2 separate regions of the Drosophila melanogaster genome follow, and region 1 is linked to region 2. The links are chromatin contacts, called in public Hi-C maps. All regions are on one chromosome and are shown on one strand. Each heading gives the region's core, a stretch centred on a gene start, on an enhancer-like site or on the middle of the called end of the contact. The rest is flanking DNA. Distances are from core to core; before and after follow the strand shown. Region 1 holds the start of goe (gone early). Region 2 holds the start of Septin4 (Septin 4).

What was found. A called contact is a pair of places that touch in the nucleus more often than the background predicts.
Region 1: a Hi-C map of the Kc167 cell line shows a contact between it and region 2, with 2.4 times the contacts expected there. The contact joins the promoter of goe here to the promoter of Septin4 in region 2. A contact is called at or near these places in 33 of 107 Hi-C or Micro-C datasets (the D17-c3 cell line, the Kc167 cell line, the ML-DmBG3-c2 cell line and 13 more) and 1 of 6 datasets of contacts at active chromatin or transcription factors (the Kc167 cell line).

The regions. Positions count from the first base shown.
Region 1 is chrX:16,749,959-16,754,208 of dm6, forward strand. goe (gone early) reads right to left here and starts at 1,952. Exons shown (of 11, transcript NM_132932.3): 1 at 1,550-1,952. if (inflated) reads right to left here. Exons shown (of 11, transcript NM_167544.2): 10 at 3,677-4,250; 11 at 2,231-3,596. The coding sequence ends at 3,507.
Region 2 is chrX:16,693,875-16,698,382 of dm6, forward strand. It overlaps Septin4 (Septin 4), which reads right to left and starts at 1,299. Exons shown (of 5, transcript NM_167530.2): 1 at 1,244-1,299; 2 at 169-497. The coding sequence starts at 328. CG4678 reads left to right here and starts at 2,257. Exons shown (of 8, transcript NM_001298416.1): 1 at 2,257-2,343; 2 at 2,623-2,750.

The DNA of each region.
Region 1 (4,250 bases), core at 702-3,201, 57 kb after region 2:
TTTAAATGGATTTCAAAACCAATTATCTGTTGAACCTATCATATTCGATCGACCAAGTCTGTAAGTCAGTCAGTCTTTGTGATCTTAGCCCTCGTATGCAAAAAGCACTCGAGCGGAATGCTGAAACCGTAAAACGTTTAACGGAAAAAGGTGCGGTTAAGGTTAGCTTTTCAAGTGTTTTTTTTTTTATAACTTTTTGTTTCGATGGACAGAAAGTGCGTAACGAGTGACGCAGACAATGGAAAAGTGACGAATGCGGGCGGAGGCGTATATTTGGTACAAAAAATACTCGTAGGAGGGAGTTTTTGGGGATTTGGTAGTCCCAATTTTGTGCGTGAGCATTACAATGGAGGATACAGCGATGAAGAATGGAGGCTTCACTTTTGCACATGCTCAAAATGCTAAATTCATAACGGTAATCCAAAAATAAGTGGGCCAAAACGGAAGAAGCAGAGAAACAGATGTGTGTACTGGGGTAAGGACAACAGGAAGTACATACTTTAAATGTCATAATTATCCACACAGTCATAAAATTATCAAAAACAAAAAATAACGGGGGAAAGATACAAGAATTTTCTTACTAAGTATTACCATCTGCTAGAATGATTTTATTATGCAATGTGTACCAAAATAATTGTTTGCGTGTAATGAAAGCAACATATTTTCAAAAACTGCAAACTAGCTAAATACGCAATCAGGCGTTAAGATCTGTAGATTTGTGCCCAAGATCAAGGTTATTTACGACGTTTTTCAATGTCACCGGCTTATTATCTCAAAATTATGAGTTCTTGTTGTTTTTTTTTTTTTTTTTTTTTGGACGTGATGCAGTGATCCTCTGATTCTTCTTCTTCTTCTTCTGCCAACGTCGACGTTCTTACGCATTAATTACGGGAATTTCGGGAAAAGGAAAAAAAATAAAAGAATTGACACGGTCGCATTTGCAGCGAATGAGGGGGGAGGAGGAGATGGCGAAGAAGAGAGAGCGACACAGAATTGTTGGTATGTCTGTTGGTCGTTCACACGAAAGAAGATCGCGATGTTCATTCATGGGAAGATTGCGAACGAAACGAATTGGTTTTTTGAATACACCGATTTTAGAAAAAGAAAGTCGATAACCTCTATACACACAATTAAAAAATAAATTTATATAAATCTAACTTGGTTTACAAATATATTCGGTTTTCATTCAGTCATTTATGTCCGTAAGTCCAACGATCTTTACACATCATCAGTCGCAAAAGGGTGATATGAAGTCCTGATCACAATACCGATCGACGTGTGAACGAAGTATCTGATCGGTTTTTTTTTATTATTTTTATTTTCTTTTTGTTTTTGCTTTGGCCACTTGCTAAACCGGTTATGCCGGCATTTCACACACACTCAAGCACACACACACTGCGACACTTTTCCACCTTCGTACAAAAACAACAACAACAAAACGGTGGCTTGAAGTGCGCTTACATTTACGCTCTCTCTCTCTCTCTGTCTCTTTCACAGGCACATACGCGATTGGAAATTCCTCTGCAGAAGGAAAATCTTAGTTTTTTACCTTTTTGTTTATAGCTCATTGGCATTCCGAAATATTTGCATCCCGCCACAATTACAAATATATTTTTTTGCAAAAACACACACTCGAAAAAAAATCAGGCAGTACACATACGCGCGAATTTTTTGGAGGTTTGCTTTGAATTCTTACGCGCTCAGCAACAACAACAACGAGAAACCGAATAAACCGCTATGTTCGCCTTCTCAATGAAAACAGGGTTGTGCGTATTTTAAATTCGAGTTCAATTATTTTGTATCCTTAACAAGAATTCAAATACCAACTTCTTATAATTTTCGCGGCGGTTTATGATTTTTTTTTTTTTTAATTTTTAAACGGCAAACGACATCCAAATCAACGGTCGTAGTTTTGTTTTGTGACGATTTTTATGGCGATGGTCACTAGTGATGGACAATCGGAGCCGCAATTGAAATCGAAAAACCATCTCTATATATCAGCGCGAAATATCGCCAACGTGGAAAACTTGGGTAAGGTGGGAAAAATTGCTATGAAATAGCAAAGACATAAACCGGAAAAGGAACTGCCAGAAAAACGTTATTCTAATTTAAAATAGCTCAAGATTATTGTGCATGTGTAATGAAATTATACCGTACATTTCAGAGTCTCGAACCCAAATAATAATAAATCATAATAATCATATTAAAAGGCACACACTTCTTTAATTTTACAACTCGACCGTCATTTTTATTTATATTTTTATGGTAAATCATTAAATTTAATACAGAAATTAGCAAAAAAAAATAAAGGACAGTCAATCATTATTCATGACACGCATTAATAAGTACAGTTAATAAATTAAACAGTAGCGTATAATTGAACTAAACTAACTGTGAGCAGCGGGCGAGACTAATTTTTAGTATGGGTTTTACGTGGTACAGACAGGGGTTTTATTTCGAGAGTACACTGCAAGAAGTCGGTCAGCGCTTCTCCCACTGTAATTTGGAAATAAATGCAATATTAATTTAAATATATAACGATTCAACTGTTCTCCATCTACGCTTTGCATTTTGTTTTTGATTTTTAGTATTTACACAGAGTTTACATTCAAGAATTACATAGATTATTTAATAATTTTTTTAATGTTTTTAATAATTTCTTTTGCATTTTTCAACACATTTTGGCGTTGTAACTTTTCCTCCGACCGGCAAACTTTGAGTTTGGCAAACAATTGTCCATAAATGGGCCTTGCACTAGGCAAACGCCGAATAATTTTAAGCGATTTAAAAAAAATTACAGTAGCACCTAATAAGTGTGGATTTTCTCTGTATTATTTTCCATGCCTGGGCTGCTGGGGGCGTGGCAGTATTGGGCAGCTATCGGCTCTACATTCTCCCCTCTTTCTCGATTCAGAACTTATAACATCGATATTTCCATATTGGCTATCACTCACATTCAATCAGTGTTCATTCATTCAGTCATTCAACTGACTCATTCACTCACTTAGCCTAGGTTCCTTTCGACTTCTTCAATTCGCTTCCTTAGTACAGATTAATATAGCACTTGCGTAACTTTCCTCGAAATTGTTGCAAAGAACAAAAACACAAAAGTCAAAAAATTATAAAAAAAAAAAAATGTGTGTGTCTGTTAAAGTTAAAAAACCTTTACGCATTAGAAAGTTCTTCATGTCGTGACTAGGCAAGTTTAAATGTGTTGTTTTCTAACAATGTTCTCCATCGTGTTTTCCAAGCAGCAGGCTGATCCCCCCAAAATATTAATATCTATATAGAGGGGATTATGCACTTGCACCTCCCGTGTCGACATCGCATGGTTTAAAACTCGACTAAGAGCTCGATTTTAGTACGTCTTAGAGCCGTTTCGTTGTTTTTAGTACGTTTTGGTTTGGTTTTAGTGCGATGTTAGAGATATTTCGTGGCTATGTTAGTTCTCTTGCTACGATCGCTGCCTTTGCTAAACTGGAGGACCTGCAGGACATCCTGGCACTCTACAGGTGCTCGTCGCCGTGGTATCCATTCCTCAGTGGCTGCCGCTCCTGCGAGTGATCCGTTGGCCGGTTGCGGTTAAAGAAGCCGCACTGTAGGGTTAAAGGAATGAGATATATTTGATTAAACACATCCATACCGGAATCACCGAGAGAAAGGGTTAACAACTCACCTTGTAGAGCAGCCAGACGAGCAGCAGGAAGATGAGGGCTCCGGCACAGGCGGCCAGTACGACGACCCACAGAGGCACCACATCGGGCACCTGAAGCGGTTCCGGTTCCGCCTTGTAGAAGATCTCGTGCGTCTTCACAATGGCATCCTTCGGCGCTCCAATGAAGGGCAGCAGTGTGACATTGGCCACCGCCAGGGTGGACACATTGAGTGGCACGTTGGAGGCCAGCTTCTCCATCGTCTTGGCCACCATGCGTGCACGGATGGCCACAAAGGCGGCGTCGCCGTCCTCGGTGCCTAGATTTGTGACCACGCAGCGGATGCTCTTACACCTGGCCGACTGGCATGGTGAGTTCAGGTCGATCTGTAGCGGCTTCTCCGTTGCCCCATCCTTATCGTTGGACCTCCGCAGGCGGCGTGTGCCGGAACTGGAACTGGAGCTACTGCTGCTGCTCCAGTGTCCAGGCGTTGCCTGCTGCAGGTTATCCTCGTCGTAGAAGTCCTCATTCTCGCGGCCATAGTAGGGCTTGCTGCCAGAGGAGTAGGTAACATGGTGGGTCTGATAGCCACCTGGT
Region 2 (4,508 bases), core at 49-2,548:
CATTAGAAGTAAGTAGTGCCAATACCAATACAATACAATACAACGGTGAACCCCTTTGTAAACTGCTTCATCAACCCCTTGATGTTTTCGTCTGCTTCTTTTCTGATTTTTTTTTTTTTTTTTTTTTTTACAAATTTGTGTGCAGCATGGAAAGAGGCTTTTACTTACGTTTGGGGTAAATGGGTGGTCGGCATTTAACCGCCTCAATGCCACTGCTGCTGCTGCCGTTCATCGTGCTTATGACGCTGGCCACGCCCCCCGCCGCTGTAGCGCCCATCGTGGGCGGTTGGCTGAGCGGGAGTGGCGGGGGCGGCGGCTGATGCTTCATGGTCGCCGAGGGGGGCACATTGCCGCCGCCGAAGAGGCGACGCTGCGGTAGAAACGCCGTTTTGCCGCTTGTGTTGCAAGTTGCAGGTTGCACAATCCGGTGTTGTTTTATGTTTTTGTTGTTACTGCTGCACGTTGCCAGCTGCTAGTGCTGCCACATTAAATTGACACTAAAAGTTAATATAAAATGGGCAACTAATTTATAACATAGGTAAGTACTGAAAATATATATATTTAGTTTTATTAGCGCATATTAATCGGTTATAGTTGCGATTTTTGGGGGGATTAACTCCCACACTTTAATTACTGTTTCATATTTTTGTTTAATTGTGTTCTATATATTTTTAAACCTCACATTTCATTTGCGTGCAAGTTTGTTGTTCACTAAGGGTTAAGCTTAACAGTAACTTACGTACACATGCTTATCTAGTGCTTATCTCACTCGATGAGGTGCGAGCGGGAGGGAGGGTGGTTGGGAGGCAGGCAGGGTGGGCAGTGCGAAAGAGAGCTACTAACTGCAATATTGACTTTTTAGGGTTTCTGCACACACATATGCATAATATCAAATGCATTTGCGATTGAAAACTGCATAGTCAATGGGTGGAAAACTAACGGTGCAGCTGCTTCACCTTGACCTACACGACCACAAGTAACAGTGAGATGCACAATACACTCACACACACACACACAGCGCCAAATCACCGCTCTTACACACACGAAAAATAATAATAAAAAAAAGGCTCACGCACTTTGTTATTAACTATTTCCGTTGTTTTGGTTTCCTCTTTTTTTTTTGTGGCAAAACGGTATGAAATTTCACCGAAAAAAAAATTGTCGCGGGAAATATTCCAAACTTCTAAGGGAATATTATTTACAATAACAAATATGGTTTTCTGAGCGGAGTTTTGAAACATACACTTTCCGCGCGCTTTTACTGATGCTTCTTCACCGCCGTCGCGTCGAGATCTGATTGCAATTTAGCTCTGCTCTGCTTTTCCATTTCCAAAAACATTCGAACCGAAAATACCAGCAAAAATACCGAACAAATAATACTGCTGGATGAAAGGGTCTTACTTTGCGCCATTTCACTTCAACAACTTTATTCAAACTTGAGCCTCTAAAAGTACATTTGAACAAGAATAAAATTTGTTAAAAATAAGAATGGTATTTAATATGAGTCCATAATAATAATGATATGAGTGCCATTATCTCAAAAACTAGGTAAACATTTTTTATGGCAACTACATTTTTCCTGAAATGTCCTTAAAGAAATGTCCTACGAGTGGAGATATACCCCAAAGAGTGGGGAGTCGATTTTTCTCTAAACTTAGGTCGAACATAGATAGTTAGATCTTTTTTTTTTTAACATTTTTTGCATTTATATTGTTTAGAATTCACCTATAAATAACAAAAGAATATATAAATAAAAAACTGCCCCATGTTCGATATTCCACCGTTCCGGTCAGATATCGTAATTGTATTAATGTTGTTTTTTAAAGAAATTGTATTGTAGACCGAATAGAAACTAGGAAAATGAGAGAGTTTGTTTCTAAACAATATTGTAAAAGTAGTTTACAATATACCTAAAAAATACTGAATACGCAAACTTAGTCTCTCCAATTGTGCACACTGACACAAGCTGGCAGCTGTAAAATTGCAGCGGGTGCTCAAAATGTGCAGGCTGGCAAAAGCAGAATGTCTTGAAAACCAAAAGGTTAAAAGGCTTTTCAAGAAAATTGCTTTTAAAAATTCAAAAACTAAGGAAAAAATTACAAAAAAAATAATTTTAATCAGTGATATAAATGATTAATTGTTTCAAGAAAAACTTTCGTGACTAAAACCCTTTTTCAGCCCGATTGGAGGTCGCAGCATTGGCGGCTGGATTTCTGATTTCTGGCCTCCGTAGCACACGAACAACGCGCCACAAACTCAGTCGAACTTAAACGGCGCTGGCAATCGGACGCGTTTTCGAAAACTCGCTCTCTCTGCGATTTCATTCTGGTTTTTTGGGAAAGTGTAAGCTCGATGAGATGAAAAGAAGAATCCATTGAAACGCGTAAATCTTCCTTTGTCAATTTGTCAAGCTCGCGGCATATTTGTTTCAACAAGTTTTCAGTGCTAATTTGTTTAATCGCGTAGGCTCAAAGAGAAACTACCCAAAAAAAGAGGGAGAACTTTGTTTTGCTTTCTGTTTGTTTGCATTTTTTTTATGTGCTCGAAATTGAAGCCCGGCAATGGCAGCCGCCTGGAACAATGAAAGTTGATTGAATATTTTATGCAAATTTCCCATTGCAGAAAAAAAGGTGCGAAGAACAACGAGAACAACAACAACAACAACAACATCAACGGCAGCTGCAAGAATAATAATAGAAATTGCTGTCGAGCAGAAAACTGGAAATCCAAAGGCAGCAGCAAGAAATCAGGTGAATACCGAATACCTGTCTGTTTCTCGTGGGAAAGTTTAAGATCAAGGCCAGGGGGCCTTACCAGAATGGGCTGGATTGGGCGGACATGGGCTGGTCTGGTGGTGTGGAAATTGGGTGGGTGGTGCAGGCGCGGCCTTGCGGCCACTGCCAAGGTGAAGGTCACATTGCAGGCGAATGTCGGCGGGCCTGCACTAGCATTGTTGTTATATAAACACCTCCCACTCCACAGCCCCGCAATCCAGCAGCCAAATGGCTCACTAACCCACTGCGCATGTCGCCTCCTTCGAAGGCCATCGCATGACCTCAGGCCCCGCCACGCCCACTGGCCTCCCCGCCTACTTTTTCCGCACAGCAGGGGGCATGATGATGGGGCATGTGGTACAACATACATATGTATGTACATATCCAGGCATACTCTCACAATGTTCTCAATTCATCATACACTAGTCATTAAAATGCATCACTGATAATCGCTGAAATTCTATATGCACGCAAAGTGATAAGGATTTTACATTTATATTCTAAATTTAGCAAAGCGGTTAGTCCTCGAAGCAAGATTTTTTTGAAATAATAATTTCAAACTGTAATACTTAGCTCAACAGTATTAGAATTCATTGAATAGTATAATAATGTAACAAATGTATATATTTCATAACATTTAAATTGTTCTTCTTTATATCTGCAATTTAAATTGGACTGTCACTATTTGCTTGGCCGTAGGTGTGTGCTGCCCCTTTTCGGCAGGCTTTTAGCATTGAACTTGACAGTGGTGGTGAGCGCCTTTAACCAGTGGCTGCCCACTTTTAAGCTAACAAGGTTAGTGGGTTAACTGGCCTGCTCCACTGCTAAGACCGCTCCCGCTCCTTTCCCCCCTCCAACCTGCTCTCCACTCGCAACTCTTGAATCCCCCGTCTTCTGTCTGCTGCCTTCTTCTGCCTGCTGTCTTCTTCTGTCTGCTGTCTTTAGTTTTCTGTCTTCGGACTGCAAAGAGTCATGAGTGTTTCTCCACGCCCGGATTCGGGCAAACCCGTTACCATTAACCCGCCGATCGGCTTTGCCATCGCTCTGACCATTAAAAGCCACTTACACTGACTTTCCATGCTAATCAAAATTGAAGCCCAAAATAAGAAGAAATTTGTTTGCCGCCACGACATGTCTCGACTTTTGAATGTTTCTCTCGCGTCTCCAGTGGATTTCGAACTGGCCAGTGCAAGTGGGCAATGCGAAGTGGATGGCTTCTTGGAACTGGCACCAAAGTGGAGCTGGTGAAATTGAGCCACTCCGGCGGTGGGGAGATGATAAACTCGGCGATTTCTTATCAGGTTTGAACCACACTGAGACAAATCTGGGCATAAATGCCAATTGGGCATTGGACAAATACTTTGGTGGGCAGATACTTTTTAACTTAGCGAATAAAAGTTACGTTTAGTAAACAAAAAAAAAAAAAAAACGAAGTTATTATGTGATATATTACATTAGCGATCATATCTTAAGCAGATATATTGCAATAGCTCTCCAAAAAGTCAGCCCCTGAAAATACAATAATATTTCGAAGAAATGCAATGCTTTAAATGCAAATGCAGTTTATTATTTAAATGCAATTGTTATAACCACAAATGAGCCAATCCCCCGAATCACCGCCAAGATCGTAGATCATGGAGTTCTTCAACTTCAAAAGGTTCGATGACTTTGTCCGTGAATTGCATTGACTGACAGATTGATGGACTGATTGATGGTGCGGCAGATTGACAGCCA